Linked DNA regions of Sus scrofa: region 1 is linked to region 2. Evidence: chromatin contacts called from public Hi-C data. All regions are on one chromosome and are shown on one strand. The core of a region is the stretch at or near the end of the contact, and the rest is flanking DNA. Distances in the headings are between cores, read along the strand shown.

The links. Hi-C and Micro-C count contacts between places; a contact is called where the count stands out from the background.
Region 1: a contact with region 2 is called in a Hi-C map of skeletal muscle, with 2.0 times the contacts expected there. The contact joins two enhancer-like sites. A contact is called at or near these places in 1 of 47 Hi-C or Micro-C datasets (skeletal muscle) and 1 of 2 datasets of contacts at active chromatin or transcription factors (skeletal muscle).

What each region holds. Positions count from the first base shown.
Region 1 is chr18:44,141,189-44,144,821 of Sscrofa11.1, reverse strand. All of the region lies in intron 4 of CREB5 (cyclic AMP-responsive element-binding protein 5), which reads left to right. Among named protein-coding and RNA genes, the nearest start is that of CREB5, 120 kb to the left of the region's middle. Within about 2 kb of position 1,846, at least 17 of the 83 cell types and tissues checked have an H3K27ac peak or open chromatin away from gene starts, as enhancers often do. A contact at or near this core is called in skeletal muscle, where this site is marked.
Region 2 is chr18:43,931,402-43,935,227 of Sscrofa11.1, reverse strand. All of the region lies in intron 7 of CREB5 (cyclic AMP-responsive element-binding protein 5), which reads left to right. Among named protein-coding and RNA genes, the nearest start is that of TRIL, 210 kb to the right of the region's middle. Within about 2 kb of position 2,012, at least 23 of the 83 cell types and tissues checked have an H3K27ac peak or open chromatin away from gene starts, as enhancers often do. A contact at or near this core is called in skeletal muscle, where this site is marked.

The DNA.
Region 1 (3,633 bases), core at 597-3,096, 210 kb before region 2:
ATTTTGAATGTGTCCAAAGATTTCTTGAAACTCGGGCCCATAGTTTCTGTCTTCAGGTGAGCAGGTCTTCCTGCTATGGCCTTAATGAGTCAGCACCAGTTGTTCTGCAGTTGTCAAAGGGAATATTTCCATGACGCAAAAAGTTAGCCAGCGGGTGGTTTCTGAGGATACTGTGACATCTAGAGTACATAGCATTTTGATGCTAAATTATGTGAAAGTAGTGCATCAGCTTCAGAGTGCTATAAAAGTGGTTGTGATTGTAATTATTATTACCTTAACAAATGTCTTTGGTTTAAAAAAAAGCCTTGCTATTGCAGAATCGGTGCGTTCCTCTGGAAAGGATGAAAATGCTATTTCTCTCCCTTCTTTGGCCCTCCTCTGACCCTATCCAGCTCAGAAACTCTTTGGGGAACCTGTACAACTCTATAGGTTATATATGGCCTTTCACTTCCAGGCTGGATCTCAGAGAGGCAATGAGAGGGGAGAGCATCAAGTGTCTTTTCAGTAAGTCCCCATAACCAAGGAAACAGCTTAGTCCTTTTGATGTAACCAACGTGGAGGCAGAGGAATGGGATTGATAAGAAAAGGCCACAGATTCCTGATTCTTCTATGGGAGCCCCTGGAAGACTCTGGTCTGAAGCATGCAGCTGGTTCCCTAACTTCAGTGTGTGCCCAGCTGGCCCCCTGGAAGGAGATGGGTTCCAGTATTGCCAGAATGCAGGGAAGAGGTTGATTGTGAGGCTCAGCAAAACCTGAGGCCCAGGGAGTCAGGCTGCCAGCAGGAGGGAGCCTCCTCAGCATGCCTCTCTGCAGGGAGCCCTGCTGGCAGCAGAAAAGGGTGGATCAGGAGAGTAGGAAAGGAGTGAGGCGAGGAAGAAAAAAAAAATCACAGATGTCCCAAGTTTCCATAATTTTATCAAAAATTTTTCCATGACTCATCTTGTGACTCTTCCCCAAATTTAATATGATAAAAGCACTGCCCTAAGTATAATTAAACTGCAATTATCCAAGACCAAGAGGGTGGTGCATGTTAATCAACCTCTCCCTTCCCTCAATCCACCCAGCCAAGGTGGGAAGAATCAAGAACACACATTTGTCTCTCTCCCTTCTTCCATCCTGATTCCCTTTGTGCTGTGACCCTCTCAAAGGGAGAACAAAATGGAAAGCATTCCAGAATAATTTCCTCCCACTCAAAAGCAGTGAAATAAAGTGAAAGCTGCATAGAGGGAGCTGGAGGACTGTGGTTGGTGCTTGTTTGTTAACTCGGCCCAACTTCAGGATATCAGCTCCAACACGCTTTGTATTACCTTTCTGTAGAGTAATCCTCCAGGGAAGTTGCCTTGAGGGTGGGGGTGTGTGGGACACTGGGTCACAGTGCTGGCTACTTCTTGCTTAGCACTACACGACCTGCCAGGTGTCCTACAGACATTATCTCTTACCCTGATAAGAGGTCCATAAGGCGGGTATCGCCTAACAGTTTTGCCGCTAAGAAAGGAAGCTCAGAAATTCAGCTACTTGTTCTTAGTCACCCAGTGGCAGAGCTGGGATTTGAAAACTCAAGGCAGTCCAATTCCAGAAAGCCTCTCTGACACTGGAAGGAGCAATGGGGAACAGAACAGGAACAAGAGCAGTTCAGAGTCGCTGTTCCTGCTTTTGAATGCCTCCAGACTCTTTGTCACAAGCTCCCAGTCCACCCGACCCTTGTCTTCCACATGACAACCGGGTAAGGAGAGTCATGCTTGACCTGGAAGGTGTTGAAAGACCTGCCGCTGAGTGCAGCTCATCAAAGGGGACCAGGTTCGCCATAGCCGTGACCTGGGAAGGTGCTGTGGTCCAGCTGGACCCCTCTCCAGCTGCTCTGAGGTGGCTTGGGCTGCTGTCCAGACTGCACGAAGCCACAGCCAATGTCAAGGGCTCCTCACGTCCAAGCAGGAAACTGTGACTGAAAAGCTGAAAAAACATATGATCCCATAAAAAGCCGCCTCTGGGGAAACAAGCCATTAGTCAGCCTTATTTATTTATTTTTCCTTCTTGGGGCAGAGTTCAATACAGACGAAGGGGCTGTGATTATCATATAAAAGGCTATGCAAAGTTGCCCTCCCTGTAAGATGCTGAAAAAAGCCTCACCCTGGCCCTTCCTTTACCCTGGCCCTTTGCCACAGTTAACTTTGTTTGTGTTCTTCAGAGTCCTAATGCTTTGACCACGATTGTGATGGCCCATGTCGGAGCACAAGTGTGTCTCAAAATAAACAAGCAGGGTTGGAACTCTCCAGAGCCCCCCTCTCATCTCCACCAGCCTTTCATCCTGCCTGATGACTGAGGCCGGAGGAATGGGGTGTCGGTGGCCTTATTAAGACAAGATCTTGTGCAGGAAAAATGTGCTTAATGAGCTTAGGAAATACCTTGTGGTCATGAAAGAGTAATACAATTTCTGCTTTCTTGGGCGAGAACAGGAAACCTTGACTGTCCACTCTGAGTTTTTGCCAGTTTTACTTGGGAGTGTACTTTTGGAAGGTCAAATGGGTTTTTTGGTTTTTGTTTTTCGGTTTTTTTTTTTTTTTTAATGGGTGGCAGGAAAAAGACAATATAATCTTTTGAGCAAAGCCCCATGGTCAACCCAGGGATGCAAGATAACCATGCCTCCTGTCCTTTAAAGATCTCTTGGTACCAAAGATGTCCAGTTTGGGAATTTTTTCCCCTTTACCCTCTATATTAATTTCCTAGGGCTTCTGTTAACAAAATACCATAAACTAGGTGGCTTAGAACAACGGAGATGTATTTTGTCTCCCAGTTTTAAAGGCTGGAAGTCCAAGATCAAGGTGTCAGCAGGGTTGATTCCTTCTGAGAGCTATGAGGAAGGATTGGTTCCATGCCCTTCTCCTAGGTTCTGGTGGTTTGCCCCAATCTTAGAGTGTTCCTGGGCCTGCAGAAGTATTGCCCGGAGGTCTGCCTTCATATTCATGTGGTGTGCTCCATGTGAGTGTGTCTCCGTCCAAATTTCCCCTTTTTATAAGGACACTGTTAGGTTTGCCGAGGAAGGAATGCCCAAGGCCAAGTTGGTAAAGCAAGAGAGAGATTTTTTTTTTTTATTTTCCCACTGTACAGCAAGGGGGTCAGGTTATCCTTACATGTATACATTGCAATTACAGTTTTTCCCCCACCCTTTCTTCTGTTGCGACATGAGTATCTAGACATAGTTCTCAATGCTATTCAGCAGGATCTCCTTGTAAATCTATTCTAGTTGTGTCTGATAAGCCCAACTCCTGATCCCTCCCACCCCTCCCCCTCCCATCAGGCAACCACAAGTCTCTTCTCCAAGTCCATGTTTTCTTTTCTGAGGAGATGTTCATTTGTGCTGGATATTAGATTCCAGTTATAAGTGATATCATATGGTATTTGTCTTTGTCTTTCTGGCTCATTTCACTCAGGATGAGATTCTCTAGTTCCATCCATGTTGCTGCAAATGGCATTATGTCATCCTTTTTATGGCTGAGTAGTATTCCATTGTGTATATATACCACATCTTCCGAATCCAATCATCTGTCGATGGACATTTGGGTTGTTTCCATGAGCAAGAGAGATTTTTAAGGCATCAAAGGGGCACTGGCTGAGCTCAAGATGGCACCAGCCCTG
Region 2 (3,826 bases), core at 763-3,262:
TGTTGGCTTGGAAGAAACTCTTCTTAACGTTTGGAGGGTGCCAGCAGTCCTGTGTCCCTGCAGCCAGTGATCAAAACACAATGATGGGCTGAACCAAGGTGCCCACTCTTTGCAGAATCCTTTTCCCTCACGGGCCAATATGCAGATGAATAGGAATTCGGTTAAGACTCCACACTGACCACAGCAAAAATCTAAGCTCTCACTGCTATGTACAGTGGATCTCATTTTAAGGGCAATTTACCTTAAAACATCATAGTAGAAAATGGTAATTGATGACATTGATGAATCACTTGTGTATGTGGCGGAAATTATGTTAAACATCTTGCAGTGTATTATTAGCTCGTTTAATTCTTGAAACAATCCACTGACGGAGGTACGGTCCTTCATCTTGTTTTATGAATGAATAATCGGAGAGATTGAATAACTTGCAAAGAACATTCAAGCTGATTTAAAAAAAAAAAAAATGGTGCTGGGATGTGAACCCAGGCATTGGGCGCTTGGTCCTGACTCTAAACCATAATGTTTTGCCAGCCAGGGGGATGATCATCCTGTGAGTTTATACTAGTAAAGCACTTTCCAAATTCTGAGTGCTTCCGTGCCCTTTGTCCCATTGGAGCCTCATAACAACCCTGTAAAGTCGACGGGGAAATGTTATTATTCTCATTTTATAAACACCGAGAAGTTCTTTGTAACTTTTCCAGCATTATCCAGTGGCACGATCAGGCCCTGAGCCCAAGTCTTCTTTGATTTCCACCCTGTTTCTACTACATTGTGCTGATTCTGACATCCCCATGATAACTTATTCTGAATCAAAGCAAATTCTTATCAAAGTAAAACTCAGGTGTATAAAGGAAGTCTTGGCTTAAATTAATAGCTGGGCTCAGCCACCTATTAGCCTCTCTAGTTCTTATCATCTAAACACTGGAGAGCAGGCTAATCCATATTTCTGTCTGGCCAAGACAAGGGCTGAATTACAGAGCTAAAAGCAACAACATGCCTCTAAGAGCTAATGGAAGCCCCAGGTCCTTTCTTTTGGCTGAAAGTATAACTTTGTACATACCTCTGCCTTGTTGCCCACTTAACACAATGTAGAACGTTTCATTTAGGAATACATGGTGTCCATTTTTTTTTTTGGTACAATGTAAATGATTAGATTATGAGATCATTGATAAGAGCTAGCAACCATTTATTTATATTTCTACAGAACAAATTCCTATAGGGTTTACATTCCAGGTGCTGATCAGAATTCCAAATACATGGGATTATTCATTGGATTATATTTGTTTTGAAAATGAGAATTTGAGAGATTATCTGTTGCTATGAGTCACTAAATTCCAAAGCAGGAAAGGAGCTCAGGGATTATTTTAGCAAAATTCTTTCCTTTGAGAAACAAAAGCCTGACATTCAAGTTAACAACTGGTTTAAGTTCATGTAGCTAATCAGCAGAAGAAATGGAATGGGAACCCAGATTCCAAGTTTTCAAGGTTAGAGTACTTCACTTCCCAGGTGCTGGTCAAGAATTGACACAGAAAGCCATCTGCTGGTTGCTGTGATAGTGAACCTTCTAAGCCAGTGTTTCCTGAAGCGTTTTCTGCAGAGTTGCGTTAGTGAAACAGAGTGCCTGGGAAGAAGAGGGTCAGTCAGCTTTTGTATGAAATAGAAATTGAAGTTCATCATCAGAATGCCTGAAGAAATGGGTAGAGTTCTCTGCAGTTCTTTCTGAGACTTTGTGGTCTGGGCTTGAGATCACTAAGCTGGTCTTATTGATCCCCAGGAGAATGGCTATGCGCTGAGTTTTGCATCTCTTGGTACCCAGTACTAACTGCCTTGATTTTGCCTGCCACCAAGCAAAAGTAAACGTCCCACGTCTCACTGCCGTGTTCTTTGGGGCTTCGAGGATCTTCCTTGGGCTTTTGGAGATCTGTTTCGTGCTGGTATGGAGGGATGACCAAGCTCTCTGAGCACCCAGCACAAAGCGGTATTGAAATGGCCCTTTTTATGGGATATTCTCTTTTGGCTCACCCTCCTCCGCCCTCACCAGCGCCTCCGCGTACACACATTCGGTCTCCTAGGACTCATTGTCTTCCCAGTTTTCTTTCTTTCTCTTTCTGCAAGTATCCACCCTGCTTTGGTAACCATGGCAACAGGTGAAATACAATCCCAATATTTGCTCGCTGCCTCTGTCACCCAGCCCAGCACGCACATCGCCGGCTCTTGTTTTTGTGTTTGTTTAATGTTCCCAAGCCTGAAGTCAGATGCATCTGGGCAAGGACACAGCACACGGTCGGTCTGGTTCGGAACACTCCCTCTCAGACAGTCTTCAGGCACGTCTTCTTTGTGTGTTTGTGTACGTGTGCGCTCGCGTGTGTCCCTGTCTGCTTTGGAACGTTGTGCAAATAAGTTCAGCTTGTGTCAGAATAGCGGCTGGGGGGGGAGGCGGTGAAGGGCGGAATTTTACAAATCTTGTTAGAAGGAAGTTCTGCTTTGCAGAGATATATTTTGGTCTTTTTCTTGGAATTTATGTAGCTTACACTTTCCAAGATTTTTGCCAGCACAACTAACAAGAAAAGTTTGCTTTGCACTTTGGGATGATTGCTGTGCGTTGGTTTGGTGTTTTATGTGGGAAGTACAGAAGATTCGTCAGAAAATGTGTGCCCTGAGGGGAATGGAAGGTGGGGCTTTGGGGCACATAGAGAAGGCAAAGTTTTCCTAAAAGTTTGGGAGTTTTAAAAGGAAATTTTTAAAAAATAATAATAAAAGGGAGAATCCAATCTTCAAATCCAAAACTAAGAGAGAATATATTTTTCCCATTGATATCTTTTAAAATGGTCTTTCCTGTTTGTTTGAAAATCTAGCTGTACTGCAGTATATGACCGATTCCCTTGCCTTCTTTGTAGTGTGGATAAGATGAATCATTAGGTTCTCAGAATCAATGAGTCCCAACAAAAACAGAAATAGATCGAGTATTTTTATTTCGAAATGGTATTTGCACTCACCAGGCAGGAGATATATTCAAGGAGGACAAGATTTTCATTCAACTCTGGCCTTGGATTCTAAAGATTAAAGGTGCAACCAGAGAGGCAAGGCAGTGACCTGATTTCAGTAGGTAGCCAGCATCTCAAGTATAAGAGGGAGCAAGTTCGCGCTTGGGTAGAATTTCAGAGTTGGCAAGTGTTTCACTTGTACCCTTTCCTGGACTGTCTATCTCCCTTTTGTCACCTCTACATGGGAATGTGCCCGTGATTCCGGGGAACGGGTCCTGTGTCCCTCCCAGCCTCTCCTGCTCCACTCAGCTCCACACAGCATGGTCCCTCTCCGAAAGCCCCTTCCAGAAGCCTGACATTTCTTCTGAGGACTTCTTGCTCTCTCTGGCTGCCTTGCCTCTCCTATCCTATTTCCTTTGCTCTGCAAACGCCACTTCTTTTCTTTTTTTCTAAGACTTAGCTCAAATGTACATTTCCTGCAAAGTCTTCTCAACCTCCTCAGGTAGACAGGAGCCATGCCTTCTGCTGGGCTAGTCTCCATTTGCATCTTGTTTATCTCTTCCTTGTAGAGGCTTTATTACATGTCATTGTCTGTGAACCTGCCCCATGGCCAGCCTGTGAACTCCTTGAGAACAGAGGCCAATTTGATGCCATGTCCCAGGGTTGGCAGCTTTCCTGAGTGTTCCAGGCACCCAGTAAATACTTCCTGATAGAAGGGAGGAGGGAAAAATCAGATAAACTTTTAGATGGAGATGTTACTGTGACTTAATACGCTGCCCTACACTTTGGGCTTTTTTTTTTTTTTTTTTTTTTTTTTATAAGTTCCAGAGATAAGGTAGGAC